4 separate regions of the Mus musculus genome follow, and all the other regions are linked to region 4. A link is a contact called in public Hi-C and HiChIP or PLAC-seq data. All regions are on one chromosome and are shown on one strand. The core of a region is the stretch at or near the end of the contact, and the rest is flanking DNA. Distances in the headings are between cores, read along the strand shown. Region 1 holds the start of Ppp1r13b (protein phosphatase 1, regulatory subunit 13B). Region 2 holds the start of Ckb (creatine kinase, brain). Region 3 holds the start of Coa8 (cytochrome c oxidase assembly factor 8). Region 4 has its middle 6.9 kb from the start of Gm40584.

What was found. A called contact is a pair of places that touch in the nucleus more often than the background predicts. HiChIP or PLAC-seq counts read pairs in DNA pulled down with a chosen protein or histone mark.
Region 1: a Hi-C map of cerebral cortex shows a contact between it and region 4, with 2.9 times the contacts expected there. The contact joins the promoter of Ppp1r13b here to the enhancer-like site in region 4. A contact is called at or near these places in 2 of 39 promoter capture datasets (embryonic stem cells and neural stem cells), 1 of 15 datasets of contacts at CTCF or cohesin (embryonic stem cells), 1 of 484 Hi-C or Micro-C datasets (cerebral cortex), 3 of 115 datasets of contacts at active chromatin or transcription factors (astrocytes and embryonic stem cells) and 1 of 9 other capture datasets (embryonic stem cells).
Region 2: an H3K4me3 HiChIP or PLAC-seq map of embryonic forebrain shows a contact between it and region 4, with 3 times the contacts expected there. The contact joins the promoter of Ckb here to the enhancer-like site in region 4. A contact is called at or near these places in 3 of 39 promoter capture datasets (embryonic stem cells, frontonasal cranial neural crest and pre-B cells), 4 of 484 Hi-C or Micro-C datasets (the G1E-ER4 cell line and cortical neurons) and 5 of 115 datasets of contacts at active chromatin or transcription factors (T-cell acute lymphoblastic leukemia, embryonic forebrain, embryonic stem cells and 2 more).
Region 3: a contact with region 4 is called in an H3K4me3 HiChIP or PLAC-seq map of forebrain, with 5 times the contacts expected there. The contact joins the promoter of Coa8 here to the enhancer-like site in region 4. A contact is called at or near these places in 4 of 115 datasets of contacts at active chromatin or transcription factors (astrocytes, embryonic stem cells, forebrain and 1 more) and 1 of 9 other capture datasets (liver).

The regions. Positions count from the first base shown.
Region 1 is chr12:111,905,125-111,910,508 of GRCm38.p6, reverse strand. Ppp1r13b (protein phosphatase 1, regulatory subunit 13B) reads left to right here and starts at 2,454. Exons shown (of 17, transcript NM_011625.1): 1 at 2,454-2,647. The coding sequence starts at 2,639. Gm51962 (a long non-coding RNA gene) reads left to right here. Exons shown (of 4, transcript XR_003950155.1): 4 at 1-20.
Region 2 is chr12:111,669,739-111,674,928 of GRCm38.p6, reverse strand. Ckb (creatine kinase, brain) reads left to right here and starts at 2,591. Exons shown (of 8, transcript NM_021273.4): 1 at 2,591-2,699; 2 at 2,956-3,163; 3 at 3,350-3,504; 4 at 3,582-3,714; 5 at 3,885-4,056; 6 at 4,644-4,767; 7 at 4,915-5,104; 8 at 5,188-5,190. The coding sequence starts at 2,971.
Region 3 is chr12:111,710,459-111,715,423 of GRCm38.p6, reverse strand. Coa8 (cytochrome c oxidase assembly factor 8) reads right to left here and starts at 2,155. Exons shown (of 5, transcript NM_026511.2): 1 at 2,006-2,155. The coding sequence starts at 2,131. Bag5 (BCL2-associated athanogene 5) reads left to right here and starts at 2,168. Exons shown (of 2, transcript NM_027404.2): 1 at 2,168-2,380; 2 at 4,012-4,965. The coding sequence starts at 4,037.
Region 4 is chr12:112,540,082-112,545,023 of GRCm38.p6, reverse strand. No RefSeq gene overlaps it. Among named protein-coding and RNA genes, the nearest start is that of Gm40584, 6.9 kb to the right of the region's middle. Within about 2 kb of position 3,308, at least 36 of the 459 cell types and tissues checked have an H3K27ac peak or open chromatin away from gene starts, as enhancers often do. A contact at or near this core is called in cerebral cortex, cortical neurons, embryonic forebrain and 1 more, where this site is marked.

The sequences.
Region 1 (5,384 bases), core at 1,205-3,704, 630 kb after region 4:
ATATGATGTGACCTTTGGGATGGAAAGAACCTGCTGGCCAGCCTGGCCTGGTAAGTACTACCTAGAGGCAATTCTGGAAGACACATGGGGCATCACTGAAGAGCCAGGCAGCTGCCATTCTGTACCCATAAGTTCTGCAGGTTAAGAGTAAGAGGCTTGAGAGATGGCTCAGTGGTTAAGGGTAATTGCTGCTTTTCTAGAGAACTGAGAAGGTTCCCAGCACTCAGGTTAGGCCGCTCAAGTGCCGCCTGTCACTTCAGCTCCAGGCAGCTAAAGCCTCCAGATGCATGTGTGCATCAATACACATAGACCTTAGAGATGAAATAAATGCATGTATGCATCAATACACACAGACTTTATAGATGAAATAAATGCATGTTTGCATCAATAGACACAGACCATATACATACATAAAAAAAATTGTATTTGTTTCTATGTATATGTCTGTGTGCCACGTGTGTGTGCCCGTTTGAAGAGGACAAGAGAGGATGTAATTCCCTGGAACTGGAGTTACACAGAATTGTGAGCAGCCATGTGGGTTCTGGGGATCAAATCTGTGGAAGAGCAGTCAGTGCTCTTGGCACTGAGTCATCTCTCCAGTTCCCCTAAAACCTCTTCTTCTCCTCCCCCCGCCTCCGGTAAGATCTTGTAGTGAAGGTCCTCTCAGGAGAGTGGGTGACATTTTTCTGGGCTTGTCTTTTGTTGGGCACAAGCATCTATCCCTTTACAGCTCAGGGACATTAGTGCATCAGGACTGGAAGGCCCCAGAGACGATGGAATCTAAGCCTGCTTCTGCTTCAGATGGGAAATGCAAGGCTCAGAGAAACATTATGAGCTGCCTGAGACCTCGCAGGAAATGAAGCAGAGCTGGAACTGGGACCCAGGTCTCTTGACATCTGATTGAAACCACTCAATCCTGTTCCCAGAAAGGGTGTGTCACTGACCATTCATGGTCCACATGTATTCAGTCTTAAAACCCTAGGGACATTTTTACACCAAACCTGCTTGCTAACGATAACGTAACTACAGAATTCACAGGGCAGCTGGCACGTGTCACAAACTGCTCGAAGTATTCATACATCACACCTGAGAGAGAGGTACTATTATCCTACCACATCCTATGACAGATATGAGCTCGCTGAAGATCACACAGCGAGGGTGTGTCAGCAGTGGTGTGGAACCAAGTCTGTTCAACTGGAAAGTCCACGCTCTCAATCACTAACCCCCATGGCCTCTTAAGCTCAGGTGTGGCTGCCCATAAGGGGGCTGGTGTAACTCTGGCCTCCTCCCTCTCTCTGCCCCGACTTAGCAGCAGCCTCCCGCCACTCAGAGAACCAGACAGGCTATAAACTGCCCCTGATCAACATCTGCTGCCCTCTCCAGGGGTTGGGTACTTCCCAAGGTGATCTACCCTTTCTGTGTTTGGGGTCATCCAGCTGTCTTCATGTTTCTGGAATCTCATGGAAGTTTAAGCCCGGTGCAGCTCATCAGCCGTTGTGTCTCATCTGTCAGAGTTCAGGCAAATGGCACAATGTGGAGTACTCAGAAAGGGTGCCTGCCCACCCGGCAGCCTCTGCTGAGGGTCTGCTCTGGGGCCTGCTCTACCCTCTGTCACTCAGGCTCCCTAGTTGGAGGGAAAAATGACACAGGAGACAGCATTCTAAGGACAGACCTGGACCCTGAAGGTACAGATTGGACTCTGCCCTGGGACGTTCCAGCTGGATCTCCAAGGATACTGACACAGGTGGGGATGGGTCCTTCGGTCTTGGGATGGATCGTGTGAAGGGCTGAGGCTGAGAGCCTGTATGTCCTGTCCAGGAAGGCTTCAATGGCTCAGCCCGCGGTGGAAGCGGGGGCAGAGTCCCAGGTCTCTGGGGCCCGGGACACTGAGCGGTATGCAATCGGCTGATGCAGACACATCGGGGACACCCTGTGCCCGCCTGATAGGATCCGGCCTGTAGCCTCGCATAGCGCTGGACACCTAGGGTATATGTTACGGTCAGAGTTGGTCTGTGGCCAGCTCGCCACTGGCCTCTCGGACCTGAGAGGTTCGAGTCTCCACCGGTCGCGACTGTGGGCCGGACCCAGCCGCCCTTTCCTCTCTGTCCTTTGCTTCCTATTCGTCCGAGGTGACCCTGAGCCGAAGTCTCGCAGACACAAGGTTCGGAGGTCCCTGGGCGCCCCAACGCCCCCTTTGCTGGTATGCAGGAGGAGGGGCGGGGTCGGCGTCCGCAGCGCGCCCCTCCCCCGCCGCCGAGAGCGCAGACGCGCACGAGCGCGCTCTCACCTGGCCGCGGCGGAGAAGCCCCGCCCTCTTATCCCGCCTACCCCCACCGGACCAATCATAGGTGGCGTAGGCGGGTGGGGGAGCGACGCGTGGGGCGGGGCCTCCGCAGCCTGCGGGGTGAGCCGAGTGGGTGGCGGAAGGCGGCCGGCTTCGGCAGAGGCGGTGGCGGCGGCTGAGGGACGGCGACGCGGCACGCGGGGCGGCGCGACAGGACGAGCGAGGGCTGCGCGGCTCTCCGCAGCTGCCGCCTCGCCGCAGCCGGGCCGCAGGGCGCCGCAGCGGGTGCGAGGCCTGTGAGGCGGCCGGAGCGGCGTCCTGTCAGGCGGCGCGGGCGCGGCGGACGGCGCCGCGATGATGCCGGTGGGTGCGGGCGGCGGCGCCTCGTTCCCCGGCCCCCGCGCGAGGCGGGCCCGGCAGGGAGGAAGCGGCGGGCGGGCGTGCAGGGCGAGCGAGCGCAGGGGCAGGTGGGGGCGGCGGCTGTCAGCGGGCGGGCGAGAGAGCGAGCGTGGGCGGGGTCGCCGACAGGGCGAGCGGCCTCCGCAGGGCTGCGGGCTGCGCGGGGCTGCGGCGTGTACGGCCCCTCCCGGCCAGCGACCGGTGCCTCGATTTCCTCGGCGAGGGCACCCGGGTGCGGTGTTCGCACGCTCGGAATATGTGTTTCCCCTGCACTGGGAGGAACGCATGCCGTGCGTGGATTCAGAGAGCCATCTTAGGAATCCCCTTGCCGAGGCTTCTCCGTGGGTACATTTGCTCCACCTGGCGTGATGTCCCTATGTCCTTAAGGTTGAGCCGGTTGTGTGTCACTCGAGCCTTTGTCCTGCTCTTAAGGATGCTTTTGGCCAGGAAGACCTTCGTTTTGGGGGTTGCCACCTTCTTTGCCTTTTCCTTTACCTGCGTGCGGTACAAGCAGCAGTGGATGCTGAATTCTCTCCTTTTTTAAATAGGCTTTTTGTGAAGTGTATACGTCGTAATTAATGGGAAAAAACGTGACATAGATTGTACCCAGTTGGGCGTGTTGTTTTTAGAGTGTCTATTGAGTAAAAAAATCTCAGACTAATAAAATAACACACAATCTATTTTTTTTTTTTTGTTCGCTTGTTTTAGAAGTGCTGGGGGTCAAACCTGGGCTTTGCAGGACTAGGCCAGTGTTTCTATCACTGAGTTTATATATCCCAGATCCACAGAAAAAAAAAATTGAAGCCTACGTGGAAAGATCACGTTTCAGAGGGGAAATATGTCTCTGCATTTTTACTTGAATACTGTCGTTCTGCTATGCTGCACCCAAGCTCATTAGTTTACAAACCACCACCCCTTCAAATAATTTCCTGTTTCTTGATAATCTCTTCTCCCTCCTTTTGAACTGATTCCAACCCCTGGTGTTGGTGGAGTTTTAAGATTTAACCTACTTGATCCTTAAATCCTTTGGTGTTAGGCTTGTTGAATGCTAAGCATGTTTTTAAACGATTGCCTTGTAATGGAAAGAGCACTAAGTGGGCGTCAGAAGAGCTGGGGTCAAATAATTGTTCTGGTACCTCTTCATATTGTGTCCTTGACAGAGTTGAGACTGAATTCCCTCTAAAATAGGGATAAGAACATATCAGTATTTGAAGTACCATCATGAAGATCAGTCAGGACGCTTTTCAGAATTGTTGAGCAGAATGCCATACCACATTTTAAATATAGCTTTGGGGTTTCAGTTTGAGATTCTAATCTTTACAAGATACACTTTATTTCTTCCCTTTTCTTACTGGCTCCATGTTGAAAAGGTATTGTGGTGTTTTGGAACGTTGCAGTTAAGTCCTGGTAGTTGCGGTGATAATGCAGTCACACTACAGTAATATTGAAGATTATCAAATGTTTGGCAGGTTTTATCCCTCATTGTGTAGTGTTTAATTATAAATGCTCTGTTAGGAAACTTGTATTACTTTTCCATGTGTTAGCGCAGACATTTTTACTTCTATCCATGCCGTTGAAGGATAACAAATTTTGTTTTTAAAATGTTTAGTCTGAAAATGGGATGTTTACTTTAAAAACTCAAATAGTGCTTTTTAAAGCTGATCTTATATTAGTTTAACACTGCTTTTTTTTTAAAGATACTTTGAGAAACCGATGGTGTTTTTCTTAATCCCTTTTTGTGTTTTATTTTTGTATTTTCTTCTTTATCTCTAAAGATACTACTTGTATGGTTGAGTCCTTCCTCTGTTAACACAGGTTGGAGGTACTTGTAAATTTAATACAACTTTTAACAACACATCTTTCCTTCTTCATAATATCTTATACCATGTATCCAAAGTGTAAATGTGATTTTTCTGGCTTTATTGTATATTTGGTGTTGATCATCACAGTGAATCATCAAAGGAAGACTGGTTCTTATGCTGTGGTTGTTCAAAGCAGTAGGACTGTCAGAATTTAATAACATTAGGATCAAATGCAATATAAAATACCTTAGGTACTATAAAAGTAAACAAAGCCAAGTAGTTCTCTACATACCTTTTTGTTAGCTGTGCTTATCTGAATTATACTTTTTAAATTACATGTATTTGTTGTATGTGCACAGTACCCACCATTAAGTATGCAGATCAGAAGATAACTTATAGAGGAAGGCTCTCCCCTTCCACCGGGTGGGTCTCTGGGATCAAACTCAGGTTGTCAGGTTTGATAGCAGTGCCTTCACCCACTGGGCCATTTCCTCACTGTGAGGTCACCTGAACTATAATTATAAAAAGTGATCCCTTAAGTCATCAATGTGATGGTGGACTGTTTTGTTGTTGTTTTTCAAGATACGGCTTTTTTGTGTAGCCTCTGCTATCCTTTATAGATTAGGCTAGCCTCTAACTCAGAGACCTGCCTATCTCTGCCTCTCGAGTGACTATTTTTTAAAACTAAACTTTGTGTGAATACTTTGAAAGTATACATTTACAGCATTCTTCAGGTGGATTGGTACCCTTCAAGTGTTCATTGTCCCATGTAGGTAGATAGGCTACCAGGTATATTTGAGACTTAGTGGTATGTAGTGTTGGTCTGTGGTGACTTTTAACTGGTAAGATGGTTGTGTACTGCACCAGATCTCAGCTCCTGAAAATCAATGAAGAGTGGC
Region 2 (5,190 bases), core at 1,342-3,841, 870 kb after region 4:
CTTATGTGAGGTTTTTTTTTTTTTTAATTTATTTATTTTATATGTAAGTACACTGTAACTGTCTTCAGACATACCAGAAGAGGGCATCAGATCTCATTACGAATGATTGTGAGTCACCATGTGGTTGCTGGGATTTGAACTCAAGACCTTCAGAAGAGCAGTCGGAGCTCTTAACCACTGAGCTATCTCTCCAGCTCCCATGTGAGGTTGTTTTATTGGCTTACAAAATAGTGACTTGAGCCGGGCATGGTGGCGTACACTTTTAATCCCAGCACTCAGGAGGCAGAGGCAGGCGGATTTCTGAGTTCGAGGCCAGCCTGGTCTACAAAGTGAGTTCCAGGATAGCCAGGGCTATACTGAGAAACCCTGTCTTGAACCCCCCCCCCCAAGTGGCTTGACCTGGGCATAGTGGTTCAGTCCCATATTAGAACTTGGGATGCTGAGACAGAAAGAGCCTGGTTTATGGGATCTTGTCTCAAAACACAATAGGTTAAAGCTGGCCAAGGTGAGTGAAAAACAGGAGGAGTCTCTGTAGTAGCCCTGGGGACAGAACAGAGGTGACTTTTCAACTCTACCCAGGCAGAGGCAGGCAGGCAGTCTTTCTGCCCCGAGTTCTTCACTCCAGTCTTCTCCCCAGGCACCTGCACATTCTATCTCAGCCTGGAATTCCTGTCATACCTCACACAGTTCGCTCCTCCAGGCAGCCTGCCTCCACAGAAAGGCAGGGTCCCTGTGCCTCCTGTGCACTTTTTGTTGCACGTTCCTTGCATCTAGCACCTCATGTGTGGCTGGAGGCTCAGGGGGAGCAGTCTCCCTCAAAGCCATCTTCAGCTTCTTTTCCTCTGGGGCGTAAGTGTGCCATTAGTTCTCTGAAGCTAGGCTTTGGACTGCAATCCCTCAGAGCAGGATGGAGCATGCCTTTAAGTCCACAAGTGGATAAACAGAGGCAGGCAGAGCTCTGAGACCTGCTTGGTCTACAAAGTGAGTTCCAAGGCTAGAGAGAGAAACTGTCAAAGACAAATGACTGAAGATATTCTGTCAAACATGCAAGGATGAAGGCTTCTCTTGTTCTTGCTTTATTAGCCCAGGAGTGAGTGAGTGGCTGTGAGTGAACATTAAATATGAAAGCACAGATACTGATTTTTTTTTGAGACAGGGCTGTTCTGGACTCTCTTTTTAGAGGAAGGATCTGCCTGAGGGATCTCACAGAGATCTGCTTGTCTCTGCCTTCCTCGTGCTTGGATTGAAAGGGTGTGCTGCAGCTGGACGTGGTGGCCCATGCCTTTAATCCCAGCACTTGTGAGGCAGAGGCAGGCGAATTTCTGAGTTCGAGGCCAGCCTGGTCTACAGAGTGAGTTCCAGGACAGCCAGGGCTACACAGAGAAACCCTGTCTTAAACAAACAAACAAACCAAAAAAGAAAAAGAAAAAAAGAAAGGGTGTGCCGCCACGCAGGACCTCACCTCTCTATTTGTATCAACTGCACCATCTACCACACTTTTCTACCCACGACCATTCCCTAATGAGCATCAGATCGAATCCAAACTTTCTCCCTCTACACGTTTCCTGATCTGTTTGTAGAGAAGGGACACCGTCTTTCTGTAGGCTGCATTCCTAGAAGTGGGAATGCTAGGTCATAGAGCAATTTAAAAATTTTTTAACAAATACTGCCAAATTACTTTCCAGAAAAAGATGAAGCTGCTGGCAGCTGCAGCAGGCAAGGTGCGAACGCCTATCTTCACACATTCCAATTCACACCTGGCACTGGCTGTGGTCAAATTCCAGGTTTCCCCTGTGTGTGTGTGTGGGGGGGGGTGGCACGGGGAGAGAGACTGTTTCAATGTGTTGGATCTGATTAATGAGCTTAATTTTGACTGGTGCTTCCTCCACCCCCAGTTTGCCTGCCGGTGTTGGGGAGTTCTTTGTGGGTGCGGTGGTAGAAACCGGTCCCCCGAGAAAAGGGACAGGAGATGAGAATTTGGAGATTCAAAAACAGTCTCTAGGAACTAAATGTCTTGAATCTTTCAGGGTCTGGGTCCAAGGGTCTTGGCGGTGTTCCTTAGAGCCCGCCCAAGGTCAGAACACCCTGGGTGCTTCCGGGCGGGACCTCAGCCAGACTGCGCCTCTGGTGTTGCACCAAGAACACCCAGGAGATGCCCGCAGGCACCTTGAGGAAGGTCGGCGGCTCTGTGGCTCTTGAGGATATGGCCTGGATGCGGTGTTTGGATGCTGTACCCAATGTTAAAAACCTGGACTCTCACCATGACCCTCTCTACAACGCAGTCGGCCTGAGGAGACAGGGAAGGCAGGAGCCTCAAGTGCCATCTGGCTTCCCAGACTCAGTTTCCTGCCCCCGGCAGTGTGTGTGAAGCAGGTCTAGGATATCTATGGCTCTGGGGTTTCGTCTTAGGGATCCTGTGCGAGCACCACCGGGGTGGCCAAACTGCGCAGCGGGGTCGAGACTTGGGGACCGCTAGGGTGGGCCGCTGGGGGTGTCAAGGGCTGCTGCCTCGGACAAAGCGGCGGCACCACCCCAAAGCGCGGACCAATGGAATGAATGGGCTATAAATAGCCGCCAATGGGAGGCCGGCGACGCGCCCCTTAAGAGCTCAGGGAGCAGCGAGCAGCCGTCGTTCTTCTGCGCTGCGCCAGGAGCTGCAAGCACAGGCATCCATCGCCCCTGCTTCGTCCGGCATCCCGGTGAGCGGGTCCAAGGGCCAGGGGTATAGTCCTGCGGGGCTCTACGCTGTGGGGTGCGGGACCGGGGCATCACGCGCAGCCTCGCTGCCGGGAGCGCTCATCGGACCCGCCCGGGAACTTGGGATGCGCTGGACTCTGACGATGCAGACCTCGCTGACCTTGGTGGCGTCCAGGGAAAGTCTCGGGGGTCCCAAGTGGTTTGCAGGTCCCTGGCGGCCGGTGTTTAAATCTCCTCTGACCCCGCTCTTCCCTGCAGCCCGCTGCCGCCGCCATGCCCTTCTCCAACAGCCATAATACGCAGAAGCTGCGCTTCCCGGCCGAGGATGAGTTCCCTGATCTGAGCAGCCACAACAACCATATGGCCAAGGTGCTGACCCCGGAGCTGTACGCCGAGCTCCGTGCCAAGTGCACGCCGAGCGGCTTTACTTTGGACGACGCCATTCAGACTGGCGTAGACAATCCGGGTATGCACACCCCTGTAGCGTCAGGCTTCCGCCTCCCCAAGAAGCCCCCCGGGCAAGGATCCCACTGCTCTTCCCTGAACCTTCGGTGGGCTGGGGTCCCCTGTTCCCCTCTCCGCGCTTAGCCTTAAGAGCCTCGGCTTGCTCCTGCCTGACGGTGACGTCACTGTCGCCGCGCCCCTCCTCCAGGCCACCCGTACATCATGACTGTGGGTGCAGTGGCGGGCGACGAGGAGAGTTACGACGTATTCAAGGACCTCTTCGACCCCATTATTGAGGAGCGGCACGGCGGCTACCAGCCCAGTGATGAGCACAAGACCGACCTCAACCCAGACAACCTGCAGGTGCGGGGAATCAGGGTCCGGGCGTGCTGGGGAGAGGGGTCTCGGCGCTCACTCTAGCCACCACCTTGTATTCCCAGGGTGGCGATGACCTGGACCCCAACTACGTGCTGAGCTCGCGAGTGCGCACAGGCCGCAGCATCCGCGGCTTCTGTCTCCCCCCGCACTGCAGCCGCGGGGAGCGCCGCGCCATCGAGAAGCTGGCAGTAGAAGGTAGGGGTCGGGTAACAGCCTCCAGAGCTGCTGCGCTCTTCTCTGCGCGCGCGTTCCCACTGGGGACTGAGGGTCGAAGACCCACCTTCGCCCGCGGGGACACACTGCTGCAGGCGGGGCGGCGGGCTTGCTCGCCCGCCCACCCTGTCCTTGAACTCTGCACTCCGCAGCTCTGTCCAGCCTAGATGGCGACCTGTCTGGCAGGTACTACGCGCTCAAGAGCATGACTGAGGCGGAGCAGCAGCAGCTCATTGACGACCACTTCCTCTTCGATAAGCCTGTGTCGCCTCTGCTGCTGGCCTCCGGCATGGCCCGGGACTGGCCGGATGCTCGTGGCATATGGTACGAGCCCCCCCCCCCCCCCAGTCCCTAGAAGGTGGGGCCTGCCCTGAATTCCTAGTTTGTGCAGTGCCTCCCTCCGCCCAGGTGACCTTGGTTCTGCGGATGACTGTGGTCCTTGCGCTGCGGGAGGCCGCAGTCTCCAGGGACTCAAGGGTGGTGACCAGTCTCTTTGGCGTCTGTTCTCCGCCCTCCTCCTGGGAGCCGGCGCTTCTTGTTTTCTCTCCACCTTCTCACCCCCTTATTCCGCCGGGATCGTGCCAGGTGCCAATGACGCAAAAGCCTCCGCACCCGTCCGGGCAGGGCTCCTACCCCTGCAGACTGAGCGGGCGGAGGCGTGCTTCCTCTGGTGGGATGCTCTGGAGGCTCCAGACCCTTGCGGGCCACACAGCACATGACTGGTGATTGAGATGTATATGAGCTGCCTTCCTCCACTGTTGCTGGGATTGGCGTCTTGGTGACAGCTCACATTCCAGCACTTTGTTGAGGAAGCATTTTGTTTGAGGTCACCCACCTATAGTGTCTTTCTTGGGTGTGATCTAAGGCCACATTCTGGCAGGGACTCCAGCCTGACTTTACCCCTCTTCTAGGCACAATGACAATAAGACTTTCCTGGTGTGGATTAACGAGGAGGACCACCTGCGAGTCATCTCCATGCAGAAGGGGGGCAACATGAAGGAAGTGTTCACCCGATTCTGCACCGGCCTCACTCAGGTCAGGCCTGGGCATTCCCCAGGGCTTCCTCACTAGGGGCGTTGGTGCTGGGGAGGGATCAGGGGCAGATCAGAGCCCACATCTCCCAGGGTCCGTAGGGCTTCCGGCCAGGCTTCCTTCTCTTAACTCTCCCTTCTCCACCTTCAGATCGAAACTCTCTTCAAGTCCAAGAACTATGAGTTCATGTGGAATCCTCACCTGGGCTACATCCTCACATGCCCATCCAACCTGGGCACCGGACTGCGGGCAGGTGTGCACATCAAGCTGCCCCACCTGGGGAAGCACGAGAAGTTCTCGGAGGTGCTCAAGCGGCTGCGGCTTCAGAAGCGAGGCACAGGTGAGGGGCAGAAGGCACAGGTGAGGGGCAGAAGGTGCAGGTGTTGTCCTCAGCCCCGCTGACCTGCCCATGTCCCACCGCAGGTG
Region 3 (4,965 bases), core at 906-3,405, 830 kb after region 4:
TCCCTTGAAGCACAAAGTTACCTTTAAGACGTGCTATTTACAAAGTTTCTTTGCAATACAGCAATCCGTCTTACAGCCATTTAATAACTCAGGAAACAAAGTAGCAACACAGAGGAAACAGCCCTGAGGCAGAACTGTTTTCTTTTGTGCCTCCCAATATTTACCATAATAGGTCATTTAGATCCTAAAAACCATAGCACAGGGAGTACAGAATTAGGCAAGCTCTGGCTGGTAGTCAGGCCCCCTAGCCACAGTCATTCCCTCTTCGACTCTCCAAGAGTTGAGCAGCACAGGCTTGCCCTGAGACTCCAAAAGGCTGAAGGGTTTACCCTGAGGATCCAGACCCCAGGTACCTTGTTTTGAGAGAGGGTCTCATCGTGTGTGTAACCCTGACCCCCCTGAAGCTGCAATGCTGACCAGCTTGCCTTTCCAGTTGAAGGCGGTGCCGCCAGGCCTCCAGCAAGACTCTTCCAAGACTGCGGGCTTCTTAGCCTTCTCCAGCATTAGTTCACCAGAAACGAAGGTCAGGCAAGATGGCTCAGAGGGGAAAGCGTTTCATAAGAAAGCCTGAGTTCCACCCCTGGCACCAACCATGGAAGGGATAAAGGCTCTCCAGAAAGCTGTCCTCTCAACTCTGCCGCAGGCATATCACACAAAATCATTGCAATTTTTAAAAAAGTAAAAATGAATGTTAAGGCAAACTCTGACCACGAGAAAGCTGCTGGGTGAGTTAAATTTTCCCCTCCCAAAGCATGTTCAGGCACCTGTTTCATCTTTTCTGCCCAAGGACTAGAGTTATATTTTCTAAAGACAGAAGTGAAGGCTTGTTTTTTTTCTTGTGCCAGGAAACTGAGCCAGAGGCCAGGGTCCTAAGGCAACAAATCTAAACTGGAGTAGTCAGAACTTCAAAGCTAAAAGTGTGCAAGGAGACACAGCATAGCAGAGATGAAAATTTTCACAGCAAGCACATTTTGCAATTCTTAATTTTCTCCATCTCTCTTCTCTCTCCTCATCCCTCCTTCCCTCTCTTCATTATTGCTTAAACCAAGCTCTCTAGTCTCTATCACTAGCTTAGTGGTCATTGAAGTGTTAGTAGCCACTGATTAATGTTTTACCTCCAGCCTTAGCGTTTTCATATGACTGATAGACTCTAAACCTAGGCCTTTTTTTTTTTTTCCCGAGACAGGGTTTCTCTGTGTAGCCCTGTCCTGGAACTCACTCTGTAGACCAGGCTAGCCTCAAACTCAGAAATCTGCCTGCCTCTGCCTCCCGAGTGCTGGGATTAAGGCGTGGGCCACCACGCCTGGCAACCTAGGCCTTCCTTAAGCAAAGCATTCTGTTGCAAAGAAGTGCAACTGAGGGCTGGTGAGATGGCTCAGTGGGTAAGGGCACCTGACTGCTCTTTGGAAGGTCCAGAGTTCAAATCCCAGCAACCACATGGTAGTTCACAGCCATCCGTAACGAGATGTGAACTCCCTTTTCTGGAGTGTCTGAAGGCAGCTACAGTGTACTTACATATAATAAATAAATAAATCTTAAAAAAAAAAAAAAAAGAAGTGCAACTGACTAAAAAAAAAAAGCTTTATTTAGTTTTATATATGTGAGTGCATTGTTACTGTCTTCGGTGTTCCTAACAGCTGAACCATCTCTCCAGCCCAGCAATTGTTTTTTTGAAAAAGGCTTCACGCCCATTCTTGCTGCAGACCTGCACTGTGGATCTCTGACATCGCGTGCACGTTTACAAACAATGCGAAGTCTACAGAAGTGGGATGATGAAGTCAGCCACGGCTTTAAGTCGAACACTAATCTTAACGATGCGAAAATGAGAAAGAACACCCTTCAAGAGCTGTGTTAATACAAATGGGAATTAACTCGGGGATAAGCAAGGCTCGCGCTCTCCACAGCGGATCCCGGGCAGTGATCATCAGTCCGTCGGAGAGGTGCAGGCGGCGTGGGTTTGCTCGGCGGCCTTCCTCCCTGCCAGCGCCCCCGGCGTCCCGCTTACCCGGCTGGACGCCGCATCCCTGTGATCCGTAGGGCGCTCACGGGCCAACCTAACGCCGCCGCCGCCGGAGAAGGACCGGCAGAGAAGCCGGCGAAGCGCTCTGCTTCCGGGCCGCAAAGCCGCCATGGCCCGCGCGTACGGCAGGATCGCGACAGTGGAAAGGTTGGCGTTACGGCGGCGTCGCAAAGCCCGAGCCGACGCGCGGCGAGGCCGACCGTGCGCATTCCCTGGGACGGACGCCGGGCGGCGGGGCCCGCGCGGGACGAGGAGAGGACAAGTTTTCCCCGGGCTCACTGCTGACGGGCCCGCTCTGCGAGGACGGCGACAACGCTGCGGAAGTGTAGGTGGCGGGGCGCGATGGCGCGTGCGGCCCAGGTGAGCGTGGGGCGAGGGCGCGAGCTCCGTTCTCCCGGCCTCGGGCGCTCCGCCGCCCTCGCTGCGCAGGCCCGCGCCCGCCGCGCGCCCATTGTGAGGTCAGGCGGCGGCGCGTCCGGCCGGGCCGAGACCCGGGAGCGGCCGCCGCGGCCAGTAGCTGCCGCCGCCTCCGCCGGCCCCTTCACCGGCTGCCCGGGTCAGACCTAGCCGGGAAGGGCGAGGGGGGATGCCGCTGGGGGCACCGCTGCGGTGCCGCTCCCCGTGAAGGGCCGATCTCCCACCTCGCAGCCCCCCGCGGCAGCCAAGACCGCCGCCGCCCAGACCTCCCGGGGTAAAAGCTCTGCGAGGGCCGGGCTTGGACCCTCCCGGGGACTGAGTTCTGTGGCCTGCCCGCCAGAAGTGAGCTGTTTGACAGAAACCTGAGAGCGTGGGAAATGCTCTAAGCGCACATACCGGGAGGCGAGTGACCGAGTTAATCGCAGTCGGCAGGTTTGGGCGGCGGGTATTTGAAGTCAGGGTGAGGATTTGGAAGTTTCGTAGCTCCTCTTTCAGAAAAGTAGAAAGTTAGCTAGCTGTCTGGACGAATGGTGCTCCTGTGAGTGTGGAAGAGCTACTGTTAACTTCCAAACTGGTTCCAGAGAGTAGATTAGGATGGGGGGGGGGGGGATCTAAGGAAATTGTGTTGCTAACCTGGTGGGTTGACTAGAATGGCAGTGTACGCAGCTCGCTCTCATGGTTTAAGACAGAATTCATAGGCCTAGACATCCACCCAGGCTGGATCATGAGGACCTTCTGTCTGTCGTTCAAATCCCTACCGTGTTCCCCTATTTCCGTTTTGCTTTGAATTCTTAGGGTCACCAAGTAGCCCATGGTGATCTTGAATTCGTAGTTCCCTTTCCTCTGTATCCCCGACGCTAGGATTGTAGGGATACACCAGCACACCGGTGAGCTTGCTTTGTTTTGTTCCTGTCCAGCTGTTTTCAGGAGAGGGAGTTGACATGTCACATCTTCCCTTTCCTCAAGCAACCTTTTACACCTTTGACGAAACCTTTTGTGTATTTTGGTGCATGCCCAGGTGCCAGAGTTTGGCCTCCCTGCCCGCCCACCATCATTTCCTTGGTGTCCTTTGACTTTGGCTTTTGAAGTGGGGCTTCCCATGGTCCTGAAGGTCCTCGGTTAGGCTAACCTGGGCTGGCCAGTGAATCACGAGATCCATCTATCGCCGTCTCCCCGGCACTGGCTTGCCTGGCTTTTCTGTTTTACTTCATGGGCGTTGGCGCTTCGCCTGCATGGATGTCTGTGCATCACTGTGTGCCTGGTGCCTCTGAAGACAGAAAGGGAATCAGATGCCCTGGGACTGGGGTTACCTGTGTGGTCATGCACTGTCATGTGAGTGCTGGTAATCAAACCCAGGTCCTCTAGCCAGCACCTTTAACCACTGAGCCCTCTCTCCAGCTCCGCCCCAGCTTTTTTTTTTCCACATGTGTTCTGGAATTCCAGCTTGGACACTTGATGAAAAATTATCTCCACAGCCCGAATGAGCCCTTTTAACAAGTGTACTAAGAAGGAGTGTTTAGAGTGGGTTCTTGTCCTGCAGAGACTAATACGTTATCATTCTTGCTATCTTTCAGTGCTTGTGAAACTGAACACAGAAGTATGGATATGGGAAACCAACACCCCTCCATTAGTAGGCTTCAGGAGATCCAGCGGGAAGTAAAGGCTATAGAGCCGCAAGTGGTCGGCTTCAGCGGCCTGTCGGATGACAAGAACTACAAGAGGCTGGAGAGGATTCTGACCAAACAACTTTTTGAAATTGACTCTGTGGATACGGAAGGAAAAGGAGATATCCAGCAAGCTAGGAAGCGGGCGGCACAGGAGACAGAACGTCTCCTCAAGGAGTTGGAGCAGAATGCCAACCACCCACACCGCATCGAAATCCAGAATATCTTTAAGGAGGCTCAGGCCCTTGTGAAAGACAAGATTGTGCCCTTTTACAGCGGAGGCAACTGTGTGACTGACGAGTTTGAGGAAGGCATCCAGGACATCATTCTGAGGCTGACGCACGTGAAGACCGGAGGGAAGGTCTCCTTGCGGAAAGCCAGGTACCGCACGCTCACCAAGATCTGCGCGGTACAGGAGGTTATTGAGGACTGTATGAAGAAGCAGCCGTCCCTGCCACTGTCTGAGGATGTGCATCCTTCAGTGGCCAAAATCAACTCTGTCATGTGCGAGGTGAACAAGGCCAGAGGGACGCTGATCGCACTTCTGATGGGCGTGGACAGTTCCGAGACTTGCAGGCACTTATCCTGCGTGCTGTCAGGACTGATTGCTGACTTAGATGCTCTAGATGTGTGTGGGCGTACAGAGATCAGAAATTATCGGAGGGAGGTGGTGGAAGATATCAACAAATTACTGAAATACCTAGACTTAGAAGAGGAAGCTGACAGTACACATGCATTTGACCTGGGACAGAACCATTCCATTATAAAAATAGAAAATGTTCTCAAGAGGATGAGAGAGATAAAAAATGAACTTCTCCAGGCGCAGAGCCCTCCTGAGTTGTACCTGAGGGCCAAGACAGAGCT
Region 4 (4,942 bases), core at 2,059-4,558:
TGCCTTCCTCTCAGCACACCCTCCTTCTCTAGGGGTGGGGGCAGGGCAGGTGGTTGTGTGCATCACAATGTCTGTGTCTGTGTCTGTGTGTCTGTCTGTGAGGCCTTATTGCTGAATGAGAAGGGCACAGGTATCTGAAGCCCACACAACAGGGCACTTCTAAAGGAATAGAAGATATTTTACGTTCCATCGCTACCTCCCTACCCCAACCAAAAATCTCACCTTGTTCGATATCCATATTAAGTAGACAGCAATATTCCTTCGCGTCTGGCAGAACACCTTGTCTGGGGCCCTGGCTGCACTGTCGGTCAATCTTCCCTACAGACATCAAGAGCCACTGGAGGGAAGGTGAAGGGGTCCCACACTGCACCCTTTCCACCCTATCTGTCATGGGGTGGGGACTGGAACCTTCCCAGGGGCTGGGAGCAGATAAATAAAGTGAGGGGCCTTCCCCTATGCACGAGCCTCCTGCACCCAGAACTGTTGTCGATTTCCCACAAAGGTGAGAGACTGTCTTCAGCTTAGTAAGTAACAAGACACCATTAAACAGGAAAACTAGCCACTGTCAGAAATCAGTACCGGAGCCTCCCTTCCTATGGGGATCAGGTCTCTTCCTTGCTCCACAGGCCTCTAGAACAAGGTCTTCCTGGTCTAGCCCAGAGCACAAGGCCATCCTAGTCTGGCCCTTTCCGGCCTCAGTTCGAAGTACTTATCCTTTGGTCTTTGCCTTTGACATTGGAATTCTGTATGGGTGACCTGCCACCAGGCCATCATCCAATTAGGATGTCGTTTTCTGGAATGTTCACCAAGCCCTACCCATTAGTGTTGCTTTCTGTCCCCTTGAGGACTGAAGTTCATGGCCCCACCCACCCATGGCCCCACCCACACCCATGACCCCACCTACTACATGGTCCCCCCACATAGTCCCACCCACATCCATGCCCCCACCCACCCCTTGGCCCCACCCACACGTAGCCCCATCCACACCCACGGAGGGATAGTTACGCCCAGCTCAGGGCTGACATTTTAAACGAATGAGTGCGCTGGATCTGATGTCTGGTTCACAAAGCCGTTCTCAGGACAGTTGAAGCCTAGGTCCCCTTCTTTCCCAGAAACTACTACCAGCTCTGTGGCTAGTCTCACTGCCGGCTCTATTACTTCTCCAGAAACTGCCTAGGCCAATGCAGGGCTCCACTGGGCTCCCTGGGGCTTGAACTGCCTGGAATTCCACTGGCGGGATTTTTGTGAAGAATGTCACTGGAAGCAGACAGGGGTAGGGTGAGGGGTCACGTTAGCTGGTGGTAGCTAGTTCAGTAGGAAGCTGATCTAGTCCTGACCCCTTTTGGAGACCAACAGGGACGCAGAAGAGCCTGTGAGGTGGGTTGCTTTACATGAGGTGAGGGACCCTGGGGCCCATGGAGACTAAGGCTGGAGGTGCCTGTCCCTATGGTCAACCTGAGTCCATTGAACCTGCTGCACCACCTGGCCTGGTGGACCACAGTCATCCGGAATGAGGAGGGCACCTCAGAAATGACACTACTGAAGGGTGGTTCAAAGGGTTTCATGGGAGATCAGATCTGGTTGGCTGAGGCCATCTTTGGTTCGCAAGGAACAGGAAAGACAAGGCCAACACATGTCATCTCATGAATGGAACAGCCCCACTGATGTGACAGCATCTAAACTGGCAGATATAACTGGAACTGCAGAGGGCAGAATGTTGGGCTCTGTTCCCAACTCAGCTGACCAATTCATGTAACCCAGACCAGGAGGGAAACCAGGCCAGGGTAGTGAATATTTGTGAACCTAATGCAGAGATTTGCAAACCCGGGCCTGGTCTCCTAACCGACATCTTTCTACCTGGGAGCACACTAGCCACAAGGGGGCGCTCGAGCTCCACCAGTGCTCATGGCTGGCTCGGCCCTTTCAGTGATTCAGGGATTCCGTTTCTGAAGCCAGGCTGTGGCTCCAGAAGGCCCAGCAGACCCGGGAAGTCTTCCTGGGACTGAGGGCGTGGAGAATGGGTGACTGAGACTGGCTGGACCCTGCGACACCTCCGGTCGTGGAAATGGCTGTGTTATGCTAGAATAAGGGCCAAAGGGCAAGGGTGAGCCGAATGGGGACAGGGCGACACGAAGACTTCCCCAGTCTGGTGACTTCTCTCCCCGAAGCCTGTAGGCCTCCCCTCAGGAGCCAGGGAGCAAGGAGTGGGACCCATCTCAGGGACGGCTGAATAATGCATGGTACACAAACCGAGGCATCAACACTAAGTGAGGGGGAAGGGAAGGGAAACCCAGTCTGTGTTAATATTTATTAAACCCACAGCCCGTCATTCAAGAGCCTCATAAATATTAATTCCTAGTTAAACATTTATATGAACGAGATTGCTTCTCCTCCCCCTCAAAGAACCTGTTTGAAGCTGGTGGTTATGGTGGCCTTGGGGGAAGAGGGGGTCTCCAGGGAACGCTTGGGCTAAAACAAGTCTGCTGGCCTTCTCACGACTTTGCAGCCTCTGGCCCCAACCAGCGCCTGCTTTAGTCAGAACCTGTCTGTTTTCCACACCCAAGTGCCCTAATGGCTCCAGCTGACCTTCAGGTACCTGCCAAGACCTCCTGGTGAAGGCCCTCGTCTCAGGCTACAAAACCAGTATTTCTAACAATTAGCTCCTGCTTCTGTCCATCATGTACATGTAGCAAGGTTTAGTTGGCAGGGGATGGTGGGAATCTGGGAGAAGGGATCAGACGTGGTGCCAATGCCTGGACTCCTGGCAGCTTGTTCTCCAGCAGGCTGGGTGCCGGTCTCTGGGGTCAGAGCATCTTCAGGCTGTATTCCTGGCTGTCCCAGTCCCAGGGCCAGCAGTGTCTTTGTTCTGCTCACTTTGACTATTGCTGTGGCGGAGTGGTGACTGGGGGTCGCTAGGCCCCGATCTCTGTCATCACATGAATAGAACATGTCTGCCCCACGTTCCCCACCCCAGCCCTCTCACATTTTGTTAAAGCTCACTCAGCTGTAATCCAGCCGTAGCCAACTTGTAACATGGTATAGCATGGGGATCCAACTTCATTTTGTTCCACATCACAAGCTGCTTACCCGGCGACTGTGTCCCCCCTGATGTGCAGGGTCCCCTCTGACCTACATGAGCTCTCATGTGCCTGTTCAGAGTCAGTGTGCTCCTTGGTGGCACCTTGCCTGCTTTCTGTCATTTTATTTTTAGTTGCCATGGCTATGCAGCCTGTCTCCATCCTGGCAGAGCGTGCCCTTCCCCTGCCTTCTTTCCAATCAGCTTCCCCATTCAAGGGCTTTTTATTCTTCCTTGCAGGCTGAGAATAGGGTTGTCGAGTTTCCGAAAAGAGCCTTCAGGAACTGTGATTTGAATGACATTAACAGAGAGACTAATTTGGGGACAATTGTTGGCGGTGCTATCCAGAGCCCCCCCCCACTCCCCCACCCCCATGTCTGACCACTGCACCTTCTCCTTTTAGTTGCTCAGCTGAGTCCTTTCACAGGGCCTAGCCATTCTCTGGTAGCTTAATTCTCAGCTACTTAATTGCTTCAGCTGTTGTCGTGAACAGGCCTTATTTGCTGGCTGGGTCCTGCGGTGTGCAGGAATATTATTGATCTTTGTGGCTTTATCTTGTAGCTGTAGCCCGTTCCAGCAGTCTGCTGATCCGGTTACATTTCCTACCCAGGTGCCTTGTTATCCACAAGTCCTGGCAGCTTTATCTCTTCCTTTCCTGATCTTAAACCTCTTGTTACTTTTCTGTGACTTGCAGTGTTGCTCGGGACTTTCGGGCAGTGAGGCGATAAGGGATGCCTTTGTGTGACTTCTGGTCATGCAGAGATTGGAGCTGGGAGGTCTCTCGTGTCTGACATTTCCGGAGGGTTTGGAAGATGGGTCCCACCAGGGGAAAGAGAAGCCTTTCATTGCAGCAGCCTTCCGGGAGTTTGAGAAGTTCTGAATAGGCATTGAGGTTTACAGATCCCTTCCTGTGTCCACTGTGTCCACTGTGTCCACTGAGATACTCTCTGTGGCCACTCCCCCCAGCTCTGGGCATCTCTCACTCCTCTCTGATGGGCCCATTGCTATTACTCTTTAGCCACTTTGTTCAATGCTGTTGATTGGAAGGTGGCCTGTTGTTTTATGCACCTCTAAGAAAGAAAAAACACCGCCTATAAAACCCTGACGTGACTCTTGATCATACAGAAGCCCCACTTTATATTCAGCAAAGAACTGCTTTGGACTTATTTAATCATAGGTTTTTATCATAGCTCACGCTACACATACATAAAGAGGAAAATAAAAACAGGTTAAAGTGGGGCAACGGTGTCTGAACATGCAGAACCGCGATCCTCGGAAGTGGGTTCCAACTGGTGCTCCCAGGGCCCTTGCTTTTTCAGTAGACTCAGACCTAGTGCCACAGGAGAACACGCAGATTGCAGCGTTCACAAATAGATGAATCCCGTCTCTCAGGCTCCGTGCAGAGCTGCTGGCATCAGTCTGAAGGCACTGAAATTTCCTGATCTGACTGGAATCTTCCAGAAGGCTTATAGACAACTCCGGCGAAACACTTTCTCCAAATGGCACTTGGTGCCATGTCAGTAGGCCCTGGCTGTTTAGGCCCCTGGAGGTGCTGGGTCTGCTCGCAGCACGATCACACAGGCTGCTGCCTGAACCCTCAGGCTGGGGGCCCATCTGTGCATGCAAGTTGTAGGGACATGATTGCTTCCAGACCTGATGTCACCATGCACTGCGATGGAGCACATGGCTGAGGTGACCTGGTCCCACAGTCATGGCAATGAAATGGGTAAACTGAGGCAGGGCTCATGAGATCAGTGGAATGGCAACGGAGATGTTAATACTCCATGGGCAGGAGGAGAGGGGAGAGTAGCCATTGGCTAGACCACTTCCTCCTCCTTCCTTCCAGGTTGTGTGTGTGTGTGTGTG